Regions from separate parts of the Mus musculus genome. Here region 1 is linked to region 2. The links are chromatin contacts, called in public Hi-C maps. All regions are on one chromosome and are shown on one strand. Each heading gives the region's core, a stretch centred on a gene start, on an enhancer-like site or on the middle of the called end of the contact. The rest is flanking DNA. Distances are from core to core; before and after follow the strand shown. Region 1 overlaps Col16a1 (collagen, type XVI, alpha 1). Region 2 overlaps Adgrb2 (adhesion G protein-coupled receptor B2).

Region 1 (6,653 bases), core at 3,027-5,526, 71 kb after region 2:
CTCGGCGGCGGCAGCTCTCTCTGGTCTGCAACTGCAGGGAGCTGGAAGAAGGTGTGGAACCGTGGGCCGCCGTGGCGCCTCCTCATCTTCACCTTCTTCATCCACTTCCTTTGGTTTCTTCTGCAGGGTCCACCTGGCATGAGGGGCTCTCCCGGTCCTCCAGGCCCTATTGTAAGTATCCCTGGTATCCTGGTCCGTTTGAACAGCTCTCAGAAAGTCCTAACCCACACACCATTCTGCAGCCAGGCAGGGACACCCACTGTCCCTACCTTCCCCTCTTGAGAGCATCTTTTGGGGGCTGTGCTCTCCCTCTTGGAATACCCTGAAGCACCCTGCTCTGCCCCAGTCCCTGTGGATCCGCTTAGGGAAAGCCCTCGGGGGGCATGCATTCAGGTCCCCCTCCTCTTCCCCGCTGCATTTAGTACCACACGAGGGACCCAGGCCAGCATGGTATATGTATGCAGCCAGATCTCTCTACTCAACTCAACACTAGTTCTTACAAAGGCTTGGGGATGGTCCCCTCCATAGCTCTATGAGGCCATCTCTAGGGGAGTCTACAAACACCAGGCCAGGGGTCTCTACCCAGAATTCTCAGGGATGTTGGTGAAGCATGAAAGATGTGGCTAGGAAAATGGAAAGTGCTGGTGATATGTTCTTTGTCGAAGAAAAATGGAGGCCTTGGGGCTACTCACCTGAGGGGCCTTGGTGATTGGGTAGTAGGGGAGGGGTGCAGAACTAGAATGAAGATAATCTGTACTCCACCAGAGGCCGACTTGGGGAGCCCTGGGAAGGGTCTCCTGGCTGGGGAGGCTGCTGCTCTCTCTGCCTGTTGGGGCCCCATTTAGGGTAACAGTGGCCACCTTCTGCTAAGGTTCCTTTCCAGTGACCTTGAAAAACTCCCCGCCAAGGCTCCCTGGCTGCAGACTCTAGGCTCCCCCAGGGTGACCGCTCTTGTGAGATGTGACCTGCCTGTTTCTCCCACCAGGGCCCCCCAGGTTTTCCTGGTGCTGTTGGCTCCCCCGGATTGCCCGTAAGAACCTAGCAGCACTCCACCCCCCTTCCTGCCAGCCAGGTCTCTGTGGCTTCCGCTTGTCGTTCCCCCCGTCCCCGGTTGTGCCATCTCCTCTACCCCCTTCGTGTCCTGGTGTTCTGTTCATTGTCCTCCACAGACATGGTAGCTAACGACACAGGTTCCCTTAGGTCCCTGCAGCTCGGCTCTCTGGTCTCTGACCTCTTCGCACTCCCTTCGGCCTCTCCTTCTCACCCCCTCCATTTTCCTTGCCCACACACATCACTTCCCCTCTGTCCCCAAGCCTCTTTTACCTTCTCACTGGAAGTTGGTGCCTCTAAGAAGGGAGCCCCTTTATCTCTCCCGGCTCGGCTCCTGCTTCCCACCACTGCCGGGTGGACTGAAGATTTGCTGAAAGTAGTTCTTGGGGCCCTGCCAGGCGCCTGGCTCTGAGCCTGGCAGAGATGCCAAAGCTTTAGGGCTTCACACTGCAGGCTGGCACAGGTCAGCTGCCCTGCTGCCTGGTAGGACTGTCCAGAGGCACTCTGGGCATTCACAGGCAGCTCTGTGTGCACCCTTCCCTGCGGCTAGAGGGAACCCATGGCCTCCTCTTCTTCCCTCTTCCTTGGCTCCAGGCCGAGTCTGCTCCAAGACTGGGCATGTGGTACCAGCCTGCTGGGTTTCTGGTGTTAGGGCCCTGCCCCACTGTGTCTAGGGCCTTGGGCTGATCCTTCTGCCAGGTGTCGTTAATTGCTCTGTCTTGTCACCGTCATTGTCACAGGTGTGTTTAAATCGTAACCCCTCCCCCATCCTCACTGTTGCTCCTTCCCGGGTCATGGAAGCTAAACCCCTTGTTTGTTGGATTCGTGTTCCCCCGGGCTGGCTCCTGCCCTCCCAGGAGTGGCGGTGGAGGCCAGGGGCCAGGGCCCCTCCTTGTCACATTTCCATCTGTTCCCATGTCTTTATCCCTGGCCGGACCATGTCTGTTTCTGCTTGCTTGGGTGAAGAGGCCATCTGTCTGTCTAGCCATCTGTCTTGTGTCATGGAGAGGTTTGGGTACCACTTCTAGCAGGTACGAGGGAGAAGGGGGCAGCCGAGATGTTTTCAGTGTTGGAGATCAGGGTGAGGAATGAGGGGCTTCCATGGAAACTAATGTCCCCGTTACTGAGTGCCATGGGATTGCTCTGGAGAGAGCCCTCTCCTTCCTGTTCCTTGTATCCCTAAAGAGGGTGATTTGGGTTTGGGTGGGAATCGGGACAGGTAAGTGCCATGGTGACATAGAGAAGAACATCATTTGTGGGGGCACCTATCCTGACAGCCCCCCTCTGAAGGAGCACACATCTCCTAAAGATGCACCCCCAGACAGCCTCTGGCGTAGGAAATGACCGTGAAGGTTACCTGGGGGCCGCCCTGTCTGCCGCTCACTTGAGCAAATGTGTCCCTGCAGCCGCCTCTCTGGAAGCTGTGCTCCTCACAGGCACCCATACGTCTGGACTTAACTCTTCCAGGGTACACCCGAGACAGTCACTTTGCCAGGGACACTGGGTCACCACCACTGGTGACCTTTGTGCAGAGTGGGAAGAGGCAGGCGTGGGGCAGGGAAGAACGTGGGCTAGGTAGGGGTTAGCCTCCTCTGCAGTTCCTCATGGTTTCTCTCTCTAAGGGGCTTCAAGGGGAGCGAGGCCTCACGGGCCTGACTGGAGACAAAGGAGAACCGGTAAGAAGAGGCTGAGGAGCCCGGTGGAGCTGGTGGAGGGGCAGCCACTGAGTAGAAGTAGGGAGGTAGCCTTCTTTTGAAATTCTCAGCCTGGATCAGAAGGGCTGAAGGCTACAAAAGAAAGGGCCACACACCCCCTGGATCCAAGCAACTGGGTGCCCATGCGCGCCTACACCCTAGGAGCACACACAGCTCTGGCTCCTGTATGCCATTGCCAGTGGGCCCTCCCCTTCCCTCCGCCCGTAGCACTTGTGCACCCTTCTTGTACACCTGGTTCCCCCACCTCACTCTGGGCCTCCTTTCCTGCTCTGTTCCCAGGGCTCAGGTGAGCCTGGGGCTTTGACCCCTAGCCAAGAGAACCTGGGCTTGGGGAATGGCCCAGAGTAGTCACCGTGTGCAAGGGCGGGCACCTACTGGATGGCAGAGCCAGGTACTCAGGCTTGGGTCACAGAAATGTTGCGGGCTGGTCCCTCATCATGTCTGCCTTTCTTTGCAGGGTCCTCCAGGACAACCTGGCTACCCAGGTGCCATGGGCCCCCCAGGACTGCCTGTGAGTAAGAGAGCTCTGGTTCTGGGGGTACGGGAGGTACAGGCTGGTGGTGAAAACAGGCGGGGTGCCCCTCAACTGGGTCCCTTCTTTCCCGGCATTCAGTCTCGGCCAGGCTGTCCATATTGACCCCTACCCCACTTTGGCTCCCTTGGTAATATGGCTGGCCACCACCACTTTGATGGGAAGGAAGGAAGGGAACACTGTTGGAAGCTATTATGAGTCCCAGGCTCAGAAAGAACTGAGATTTGCTTCCTACGGGGATTTAGGGGAGAGAGGTAGACATCTGAGAGGTGCCACCCCTTGCAAAGGTGCCCTCGGGGTGGGTATGTCCCACTTTCCAGCGTGGGCCACAGTGGCAGGTGGGAGGCCTTACTGGCCACCATCTCTTCTCTCTCATCCCCTACTTTGGTGCCCTGAGCCTTCAGGTGCCAGTCTGGGCCCCAGTTGCACCCCCACCCCGCCCCTGCCCCACCCCACCCCCACATCTTGCATTAGCACCATGGTAGGCAGGCCACAGAGCTAATTCTGCTGTTGCTCATCAGGGTATCAAGGGAGAGCGAGGATACACTGGCCCCTCGGGAGAGAAGGGCGAATCGGTAAGCTGCAGCATGGGTATGGATGTGAGGTGAGCGTCAAGCAGGGTGCCCCCCCACCCCCACCGCCACCTTCATCCGCTGGACTGGAGATCTTCCTGTGAGGAGGAGCCAGTGACCCCTGCTGCCCCTGCCCCAGTCACTCCAGCTGCTGCTCTGCACAGGCTGGTGGCTGCGGAGGCGGAGGCAGAGGCTGTGAGGAGATCCTAGCAGGCTTCTTGCAGAGAAGTCAGAGGGAAAGGGCCCAGTCAGCTGGCAGAATTCCCCTCTCCTGCCAAATCAGGGCCAGGAATTTTTTTCTTCTTCTTCTTCTTCTTCTATTGAGGCCACCTTCATGGGGGTCCTACACTGAAGGAAGGAGCTGAGGACTGCTAGCATATGAAGTCACAGGCTCCTGAGTGACATGACTCACCCAGAGGCCTGCAGCCAGCCAGGGAGTGAGTTAGTGGTGGAGGAGGGCTGGGCTGGAGTCCATGTCTATCTGCTGAAGAACCTCAGCCCTCATAGCCGGGATCTGCTAAGCTAGAGCTGGAGCCATCTCTCCCCTTCTCACAAACGCCAGCCAGGCCAACCCTGTCACTCTTCTACTCTGCCACAGGATGGTCTCCTAGGCAGGCTGGGTGCTGCGAGTCCTTCTGAGGGGTCTGCACTGAGCAAAAAAGGCCCTGTGAGCCCTGCCCTGCAGCAAGAAGCAGATAAAAACATGTATGGATAGAAAGATAGATGGATGGATGGATGGATGGATGGATGGATGGATGGATGGATGGATGGATGGATGGATGGATGGATGGACGGACGGGCAGACAGACAGACAGACAGACAGACACAGACAAGAATGTTGAGAGCTGAGAGCCCTGAGCAGAGTGGGGCTCGGGTAGCATGATGATGCTGTAGAAGAGGGAAAGGGGGTCCTTCCCCAAGGAGGATCAGGGGAGGATGGAGCTGTGCCAGGTCCACGGAGCAGGAGGTCATGGGTGGGTCCTGGCAGGGACAGCATTGGTTTCCTGAGGGTTCAGGACACATGGAAGGAGAGGTGAATGGTGGGCATTCCAGAGAGAGGAAATAGCCATGCCCAGGCTCGAGGGTGCGACCCAACAGAGCGTGTTCAGGGTACAGCAGTCTGCACAGAGCGAAAGCATAGCGGAGGGAGCAGGGAGAGGGGTGTGAAGCAGGGAAGGGTGGCTGGTGATAGATTACAGGATGCCTGTAAACCCAGCCTCAGTGGGAAGCGTATGCCTCATTCATTAGACAGAGGGGAGCCCCGGAAGGCTTTTGAGCCAGCGAGTGACACAGTCAGAGCTGGACCTACACAAGAGAGATTAGCTCATAATTTTTGGCCAGATTGCTGTAGGCCAGGAGGTAGCAGGATTAGTTAGCGGGCTGGTTCCAGGGAACTGAAGGGCCAGGTGGAGAGGACACCCCTACCTCGTGCTCTGCCCACCCCCAGGGCCTCACTCCTCATGTTTCTGAGTGACTGATTCTGTTACTTTGCGTCCCCAGGGCCCACCAGGATCTGAAGGCCTTCCAGGTCCCCAAGGTCCAGCGGTGAGTGCCGGGCACGGGGTGGGGTGGGGTGGGGTGGGGTGGAGAGTGGGGGTGGGGGTGGGGGAGTGCCCTGGCCTCTCCCTGCGGCCCAAGAGACAGGAAGACTGGGTTCTCATCTGCATTCTCCTCTGTGGCAACAGGGTCCCCGAGGAGAGCGAGGCCCCCAGGGGAGCTCTGGAGAGAAGGGTGACCAGGTGAGCATTGTCTGGGAGGTTGAGGGGACTTCACCTGCTGCCCATCTAGGACAGACTGGAGGACAAGGACAAAGCTTGCAGACTTGAGGCTACCCCAGCCTGTTCCTCTTTCCACCAAGTGTCCAAGAAGGGGGGGCTGACCTCCTCATTTCTTCCCTTAGGGATTTCAAGGCCAGCCAGGCTTCCCAGGCCCACCGGTGAGTAAAGACACAGAAGTTCCCTGTAAGGCGGTCCCACTGGGAGGAGCAGGGCCTGCCGGATGAAGATGGACCTGGGCCAGGGAGGTAGGGGGTGGGAGAAACAGTCCAAGTGGCTGTGATAGATTTCAGGAGCCAGGTAACCACGGAGGGTCAGGCAGATAGATGGCGCCCACCAAGAAGGTAGGGGGAAGAAGCCCCGCCTCCAGCCCTGCCCACTTCTTCATTGACACAGGGTCCTCCAGGATTCCCAGGCAAAGCTGGAGCTCCTGGCCCACCTGGCCCCCAAGCAGAGAAGGTGAGCCGAACCCCACTTCTGCCAAAGCCAAGCAGCTGTTGCCACTGTTGAGAAAATTCACAGACAAGTCCATCTTTGTCAGGCTGTGCTCACCAACGGATGGCTCTGTGGATGGTCCCACGCCCTCTCCTAATCCTCCCTTCCCTACCCCCCTGCTCAGCCTTTGAGTAGCCTGGGCTCCCATTTGCCAGGAGACTGGCATAAACAAGGTGGGGGTAGAGGCACAGGACTGGTAGAGGCGGGTAACTAGACTGTGACAGGCCAGCTTCAGCCAGCTTCATTTCTCAAGGGGAAGCAGAGGGGGCAAGGAGCCAGGGAACGAATGAAACTGGGACCCCTTGAATGGAGGCATACCTGGAGGAGGGGTTGCCTCTCTCTGTAGGTTGTCCTCAAGGGCCCCGAAGACACAGGGTCACCTGTGATTTTGTGATAATCTTGGGACAGCAGCCTTGGAACTCTGCAGGACTGACTCTAGAACTACAGTGATAAGCTAGGCACATAGCCCTGCTGCAGTTTGGAGGTGACGTCCCTGGCTCAGCAGAAGCTGGGG
Region 2 (6,444 bases), core at 1,757-4,256:
TTGTGATCGGTGCTGTGCTCTACCGCACCCTTGGCCTCATCCTGCCGCCCCCCAGGTGAGTCCACCAAAGAGCGTCTCCTCCTGCAGCCTCTCCTCCTGCAGCCGCATACCTGGAGGCCCCTTGTCTGGCTGTGGACATAGTCACTTCTCAGAATCATGAGAGACAAGCATGAGGACCCCAGGACCAATGTCAGAGGTTCTCAACCTTCCTAATGCTGTGTGCGACCTTTTAATACAGCTTCTTACGTTGCAGTGACCACCCCACGCCCCAGCCATAAAATCTTTTTTTTTTTTAAGATTTATTTATTTATTATATGTAAGTATACTGTAGCTGTCTTCAGACACTCCAGAAGAGGGAGTCAGATCTTGTTACAGATGGTTGTGAGCCACCATATGGTTGCTGGGATTTGAACTCCAGACCTTCGGAAGAGCAGTCGGGTGCTCTTACCCACTGAGCCATCTCACCAGCCCATAAAATCTTTTTATGTTGCTACTTCAGAACTGTAATCCTGCTGTGGCTATGAATCGTAATATAAACATCTATGTTTTCCAATGGGCTTGGGGGTCGGGACCCACAGGTTGAGAACCATGAACCCATACACACCAGCCTGGCTTGCTTGCAATGTATTTGCATTTTTGCTGCTAGGAAGGAGACTGAGGTAGCTCCCTGGGGCTTACAGGCTAGTCAGCCTAGCCAGCTTTGAAAGTTATAGGCCAATAAGAGAGGCTGTCTTAAAAAGCTGGACAGTGCCTGAGGAAGGACAGCTAAGGTAGTCTTCATGAACACACATGTACACACACTTGCATATATGCACATGTGTGTGCAGACACAGATCCACAAAGCCAAAACACCTAGGTAGTTCCCAGAGGCTGTGCCCATCCTCAGACCTTGGCAGTCCCCAACTATGACAGTTAAAGTTTCTAAGTCTGGGCACCTGCTGGCAGGAGCTGACCTCAGTATCTGTCTCCCCAGGCCTCCACTTGCTGTCACCTCCCGGGTGATGACAGTGACTGTGCGTCCCCCCACCCAGCCTCCAGCTGAGCCCCTCATTACAGTGGAACTCTCGTACATCATCAATGTGAGTGAGGGCCCGGATGGGGACCCGAGCTATCTGCCCACACAGGCGTGAGGCCTATCTCAGGGAGGTGGTCTGTGTTGGACGGTGGGTGTGGCTTGTGTGAGAGCTGCTGTGGCGGGCCTGATGATGGCCGGGCATGGTATGCTGCTCACCCGAGACTGCACGCATCTCTTTGTTCTCCAGGGCACCACCGATCCCCACTGTGCCAGCTGGGACTACTCCAGAGCGTGAGTTGGGGCAACCCTAGACCCTCTCATCAGAAATGGTCTCCCATCTAGAAGGTCAAAGGGTTCCTTGGTGCCATCCTAGGTCTGAGGGGGTCAAGAGCACATCTTGGGGCTCCTTGCTGTAGCTTTGGGATTACAGAGCTGGGCTCTGGGTTCATGCCACCTCTCCCTCCTCCAAGAGATACCAACTCGGGGGACTGGAACACTGAGAGCTGCCAGACCTTGGAGACCCAGGCGGCTCACACCCGCTGCCAGTGCCAGCACCTGTCCACCTTTGCCGTCCTGGCCCAGCCACCCAAGGACCTGGTGAGTGGGAGAGAGGCCTGGGCTGCTGGAGGCATCCGGGTGACCCCAAATGCAGCCCTGGACAGATGTACCTGGGCCTGCACATGGGAAGGGGGGGCAGTTGCTCGCAGTCATGACACTTGCTCCAGAGCATGTGGCAGTAGGTGAGTGTGAGCTCGTGTGCACATGTGTGCAGCTGGTTGTGTCTGGAAGCATGTGGATGAATGGGTGTAAATACATCTGTGCATGTGTGCCCTCCTGCACGTGAGGAGCATGCCTGCTTGCGTCCGACAGGGAGACTGGGTGCCCGACCTTTACCCTCTCCCAGCAACCCGTCTCCCACAGACCCTGGAGCTGGCAGGTGCTCCCTCTGTCCCCCTGGTGATCGGCTGTGCAGTGTCCTGCATGGCTCTGCTCACCCTGCTGGCCATCTATGCAGCCTTCTGGAGGTAAGTCGGAAGCTGAGCAGGATGGGAGGTGGCTGGCTCTCCAGGGTTAGGCAGGCAGCCAATGCCTCTGCCTCTGCCCACTGTGCCCTGTCAGGTTTATAAAATCAGAACGCTCCATCATCTTGCTGAACTTCTGCCTGTCCATCCTGGCTTCCAACATTCTGATCCTGGTGGGCCAGTCCCGGGTGCTGAGCAAGGCAGGTGCAGGCTCCTGGGGGTGTGTGGGAAGGGGCCTAAAGGGAGGAGGGGGAGGAAGAGGAGGAGGAAGAGGAGGAAGAGGAAGGGGAGGAGGAGGAGGGTGCCTGCAAGTGAGGGGAGGTGGTTATTATTTTTTAATTATTTTTCTTTTCATTTTATGTGCATTGGTGTCTTGCCTGCATGCATGTCTGAATGAGGGAATCAGTTCCCCTGCAACTGGAGTTGCAGACAGTTGTGAGCTGCCATGGGTGCTGGGAATTGAACCTGAGTCCTCTAGAAGAGCAGCTAGTGCTCTCTCTTAACCACTGAGCTATCCTGCGAGTAGATGTTTGCAGGCATTCATTCAGACCCTATGGTGGAGAAGGCGTGTGTGAAGTCAGGTGCAGGCGTACTTGAAGGTGTTGCTCTGTGTGTGTGTGTGTGTGTGTGTGTGCGCTGAGTAATGAGTGTTTGTATACATCAGTTAGTGTGTGCATGAGTGCCTAGGTGCATGTGTGTTTGGCGGGAGGCATCGGATGCCACCTCTTGTCTGTGAGTTCTCCATCTGCCTGTGGATGCTCCATGCTGACTGTCCCTCCTACCTGACTTGGCCTTCCCTGCACAGTTTGAGCACTGTGAGAGCCAGGTGTGGGGTTCTGCTCGGCCATGACGTAGCAAGTGCTCATGTCTGTGCGTGGGTGGCCTGCCTGCCCGCCTCCCCGGATGCCTAGTGCTGTGTGCATGTCACCAGGCCTGTGTCGTGCTGTGTGTGGGTGCAGGAAGGCGGGGGTGCCTGGCAGGGCTCTGGTGGGGGAGGGGGACTCAGGTAGGCGGCTGGCCATGCAGTGCCTAGGCCTAGCAGTCATTGTGGGAAGCTGACAGCTCCCACCCTGGCCACTGCTCAGGGCCACTCCCTCCTATTACCTCTCCCTGCAGGGCGTATGCACCATGACGGCTGCCTTCCTACACTTCTTCTTTCTGTCCTCCTTTTGCTGGGTGCTTACAGAGGCCTGGCAATCCTATCTGGCTGTCATCGGGCGGATGCGCACCCGCCTGGTTCGCAAGCGCTTCCTCTGCCTGGGCTGGGGTGAGCAAGGCCGGTGCTGAACTCTGCTGTTGGGCCTGGAGTGGCAGGGAAAGCCAGGATGTGCTGCTGCCTGGACTCCGGCCCAGCTCTCTGGGGATGGGGGTCAGTTGGGTTGGAGAATGATACGGAGGTGTCGCCTGAGCACCTGCAGCCTTCTCACCTGTAACTCTGTCCCCAGGTCTACCTGCCCTGGTGGTGGCTGTGTCTGTTGGCTTTACTCGCACCAAAGGATATGGTACATCCAGCTAGTACGTGCGCCTCCATTGGTGAGGGTGGGGGTGGAGAGGTTTGTGGGTCTGTTGGAGGGAATTGAACTGGGCTTTAGGTCTTCTCAGGCTGAGGTCTTCACCTATACTTATTGTGGCAGATCTTTGGGTAAACTCCCTTCACACTGAGCCTCAGTTTCCCTGGCTGTAAAAGGACAAAGGACATGTTGGGATTTGGTCATTTCTAAGCATCACTGCACTTAGGGGTCAGCCCACTTGTATTTCTGGGGGGGGGGGGGCCCGATGTGAGTCTCTGTGGGAGAGGAAACAGACTTATCAAGACATGGCTGTGTCTCTCCACGCCCGGAGGCTTAGTGTCTACTGGTGATGTGGGCGTGGCTGTCCAGGGAGTGAGGATGCAGGGAGGAAGGGCTTGCTGGGAGTCTGATTTCTTCTTTTCTCCCCTACCCCAGCTGCTGGCTGTCCCTAGAGGGCGGCCTGCTCTATGCCTTCGTGGGTCCAGCAGCAGTCATTGTCCTGGTATGTGCATGCTCCTTTCAGCATCCAGGGAGGGATGTGGCCCCAGAAGGTCATCGTCTCCTTTTGCCTTCTCCCCGACTTCCAGCTCTCCGCGTGGGTGTGCTTGCCCTGAGGGCACCTGGTGACCCTGTCTTTCCCTTTCGCCTCCCCCGGGCCCCCAGGTGAACATGCTCATCGGGATTATCGTCTTCAACAAGCTCATGGCTCGCGATGGCGTCTCAGACAAATCTAAGAAGCAGAGGGCTGGGTAAGGGGAGGGTCTCAGTCACTCAGCCTTCCTGGGCGGCATGTGGGGAGGGGGAGCCGAGGACACCTCGGAGACTCAGGGCTTGCTGATGCCAACCCAGGCTCCCCAACCTTGGGACATCAAGGGTGCAGGCAAGGTGGGCACCCGGAGTGCTCGGCGGCAGACCCTCGCCCACCCTAACCCAGCTCTCTCTCTCTCATCTGCCCTCCCCTCCCACCCTTCTCGGGGCTCATTCTGCCCCATCTCCCGGTTTCCCATGTGTTTCCCCCTTCTCCCGTGTCTGTGCCGCCCCCCCGAGGTCGGAGCGGTGCCCCTGGGCCAGCCTGCTCCTTCCCTGCTCAGCGTGTGGAGCGGTCCCCAGCCCCCTGCTCAGCTCAGCCTCGGCCAGGAATGCCATGTTAGTTGTGCCCCCTGGGGGGCGGTGGGGGCGGGCAGGGGCTAAGGAATGGGAGGGCAGTGCCCACGGTGGGGATTGGGAGGGATATCAGCCCAGTGCCTTGGAGAGCTTGCCCTGCCCCTGCCCCCCGAACTGCTGTACGCTCCCTGGAGCTCAGGGATGAAGTGGCTGAGGACAATGGGACACCCCCCCCTCCATAGGGCACTGTGGTGCCCTGCTCACCCTGCCCTCTGGTCCCTGCCCCGGCTCTGGCTTAATTTACTTACTACACAGGCACAGCTGCAGACCCCCCCCCCCACCAACCTCAAGGCCCTGAGAATCGTAGTCCTTTAGAATTTTTGAGCTATTAAAACTTTCAATTTAGAATGGGAGAATCTTCGACTAAGACAATCAGACACTTCAGAGTGTTCGAATGACTGAAACACACTTATCTGTCATAGAATCTGACTTGAATTTCAGAGGCCTTGGACCTCACAATCACAGGCAGAATCATACAGGGAGACAATCACTTCACTGAGACACCCCAACCTAGCAGCTAGGAATCTTAAAACCTCAGCTATTCAAGATGATTACAAAGGTTCAATCCTCCTACCAGGGCTGGAAGTCCACCTGAGTCACCCCAACCAGTGGGGGCACACCTTTGTCACACTCCCCAGGGGTCCTGTGGAGGCGTCTAGTGCTATGGAGCTCCGTGATGCTCACAGAGCGTGACATCCCTCTGCTTTGGGCTACCACATCCCTATGCCCAGTCTGCTGAACTAGCAGATCAAAGAGTGGGCCTCAGAGTCTGCCGCCAAGCTGGATTTTTGTCCCAGCTCTCCTCTCCCGGTCCAGCTGGGCACACTCCAGTCTCCTCATCTGTCAATTGGGATACTGGTCCCCCGGCCTGTTTGTTGGAGTTGTTTTGATCACAATTTGAAATAATCTATGTAAAGTGTTCAGTGGAGGGCCTGGCAGAAAATTGCTGGTTAATCAATGGCAGCTCTTATTACTGTGATTAGAGCATCTCTGGTTCTTGGCTCCGCCTCCAGGGCTTGACAGACACTGTGCCTCCTCCACCCCAACCTTGCCTGGCTCAACAGCCCTGAACCTCTCTTCACAGGACAGGCCTTGGGCCCCTGCCCACCCATCTTTCTGCCTCAGCCTCTGGCTGTCTCTGCAGAATGGTGCCACCCTGCCCTGTCTGGAGCTGTGCCTGACTCTCCACAGGGGGTGCTGCGGGTGTGGTAGAGTGGGCTGGGTGTGGCTCCTTCTATCTCCTGTTCCTCATGGGCTATAGTAGTTGCTGGGGATGGAGACCAGTCTGTTGGCCACTGCCTGCCTGCCTTTTTTTCTCTGTAAGGAGGCCAGGGATTCGTGGGCGTGGTTCTGACCCCGGCTACGACCCTTTTGCCCTGGGTTCTGAGCAACCATCAGGAGCCAGCGGCTCCTCCACGCCTCCACCTGGCTGGGCTTGGCCCCATCTTCTCTACAAGGATTTGTGCTGTGGTGTTCCACATGCTCTGCCTGTTCAGTCTTGCTGTCTGGGCGTCTGTCTGTCTCATACTCCTCTTACCGTGGTGGTCACCTTTCTTTGGTCTTTTGCTCCTTCTCTCCCCAGCCGACTGTCTTGGAATCTCTGGGGATATGGCTCTCAACTGTGTCTTTTTCCAAAGCTTCCAAGGTGCATGTTGGGCCTGACGTCCCCCCCCCCACCCCCATTTGCTACTGTCTGCCCTTGGTTCCCTCCTGTTTCCGCCTTCCTCACCTC

The links. A called contact is a pair of places that touch in the nucleus more often than the background predicts.
Region 1: a Hi-C map of cerebral cortex shows a contact between it and region 2, with 2.5 times the contacts expected there. The contact joins two enhancer-like sites. A contact is called at or near these places in 1 of 15 datasets of contacts at CTCF or cohesin (the NIH/3T3 cell line), 10 of 484 Hi-C or Micro-C datasets (Th2 cells, bone marrow-derived macrophages, cerebral cortex and 6 more), 4 of 115 datasets of contacts at active chromatin or transcription factors (embryonic stem cells and oligodendrocyte precursor cells) and 4 of 9 other capture datasets (adipose tissue, embryonic stem cells, liver and 1 more).

The regions. Positions count from the first base shown.
Region 1 is chr4:130,080,450-130,087,102 of GRCm38.p6, forward strand. Col16a1 (collagen, type XVI, alpha 1) reads left to right here. Exons shown (of 70, transcript NM_028266.5): 48 at 127-171; 49 at 2,673-2,726; 50 at 3,223-3,276; 51 at 3,819-3,872; 52 at 5,370-5,414; 53 at 5,555-5,608; 54 at 5,770-5,805; 55 at 6,041-6,103. Among named protein-coding and RNA genes, the nearest start is that of Gm46871, 4.6 kb to the left of the region's middle. Within about 2 kb of position 4,277, at least 28 of the 459 cell types and tissues checked have an H3K27ac peak or open chromatin away from gene starts, as enhancers often do. A contact at or near this core is called in cerebral cortex, where this site is marked.
Region 2 is chr4:130,010,340-130,016,783 of GRCm38.p6, forward strand. Adgrb2 (adhesion G protein-coupled receptor B2) reads left to right here. Exons shown (of 30, transcript NM_001290715.2): 13 at 1-55; 14 at 974-1,079; 15 at 1,263-1,306; 16 at 1,486-1,612; 17 at 1,937-2,040; 18 at 2,135-2,237; 19 at 3,154-3,304; 20 at 3,483-3,552; 21 at 3,984-4,050; 22 at 4,212-4,297; 23 at 4,596-4,694. Among named protein-coding and RNA genes, the nearest start is that of Adgrb2, 29 kb to the left of the region's middle. Within about 2 kb of position 3,007, at least 16 of the 459 cell types and tissues checked have an H3K27ac peak or open chromatin away from gene starts, as enhancers often do. A contact at or near this core is called in cerebral cortex, where this site is marked.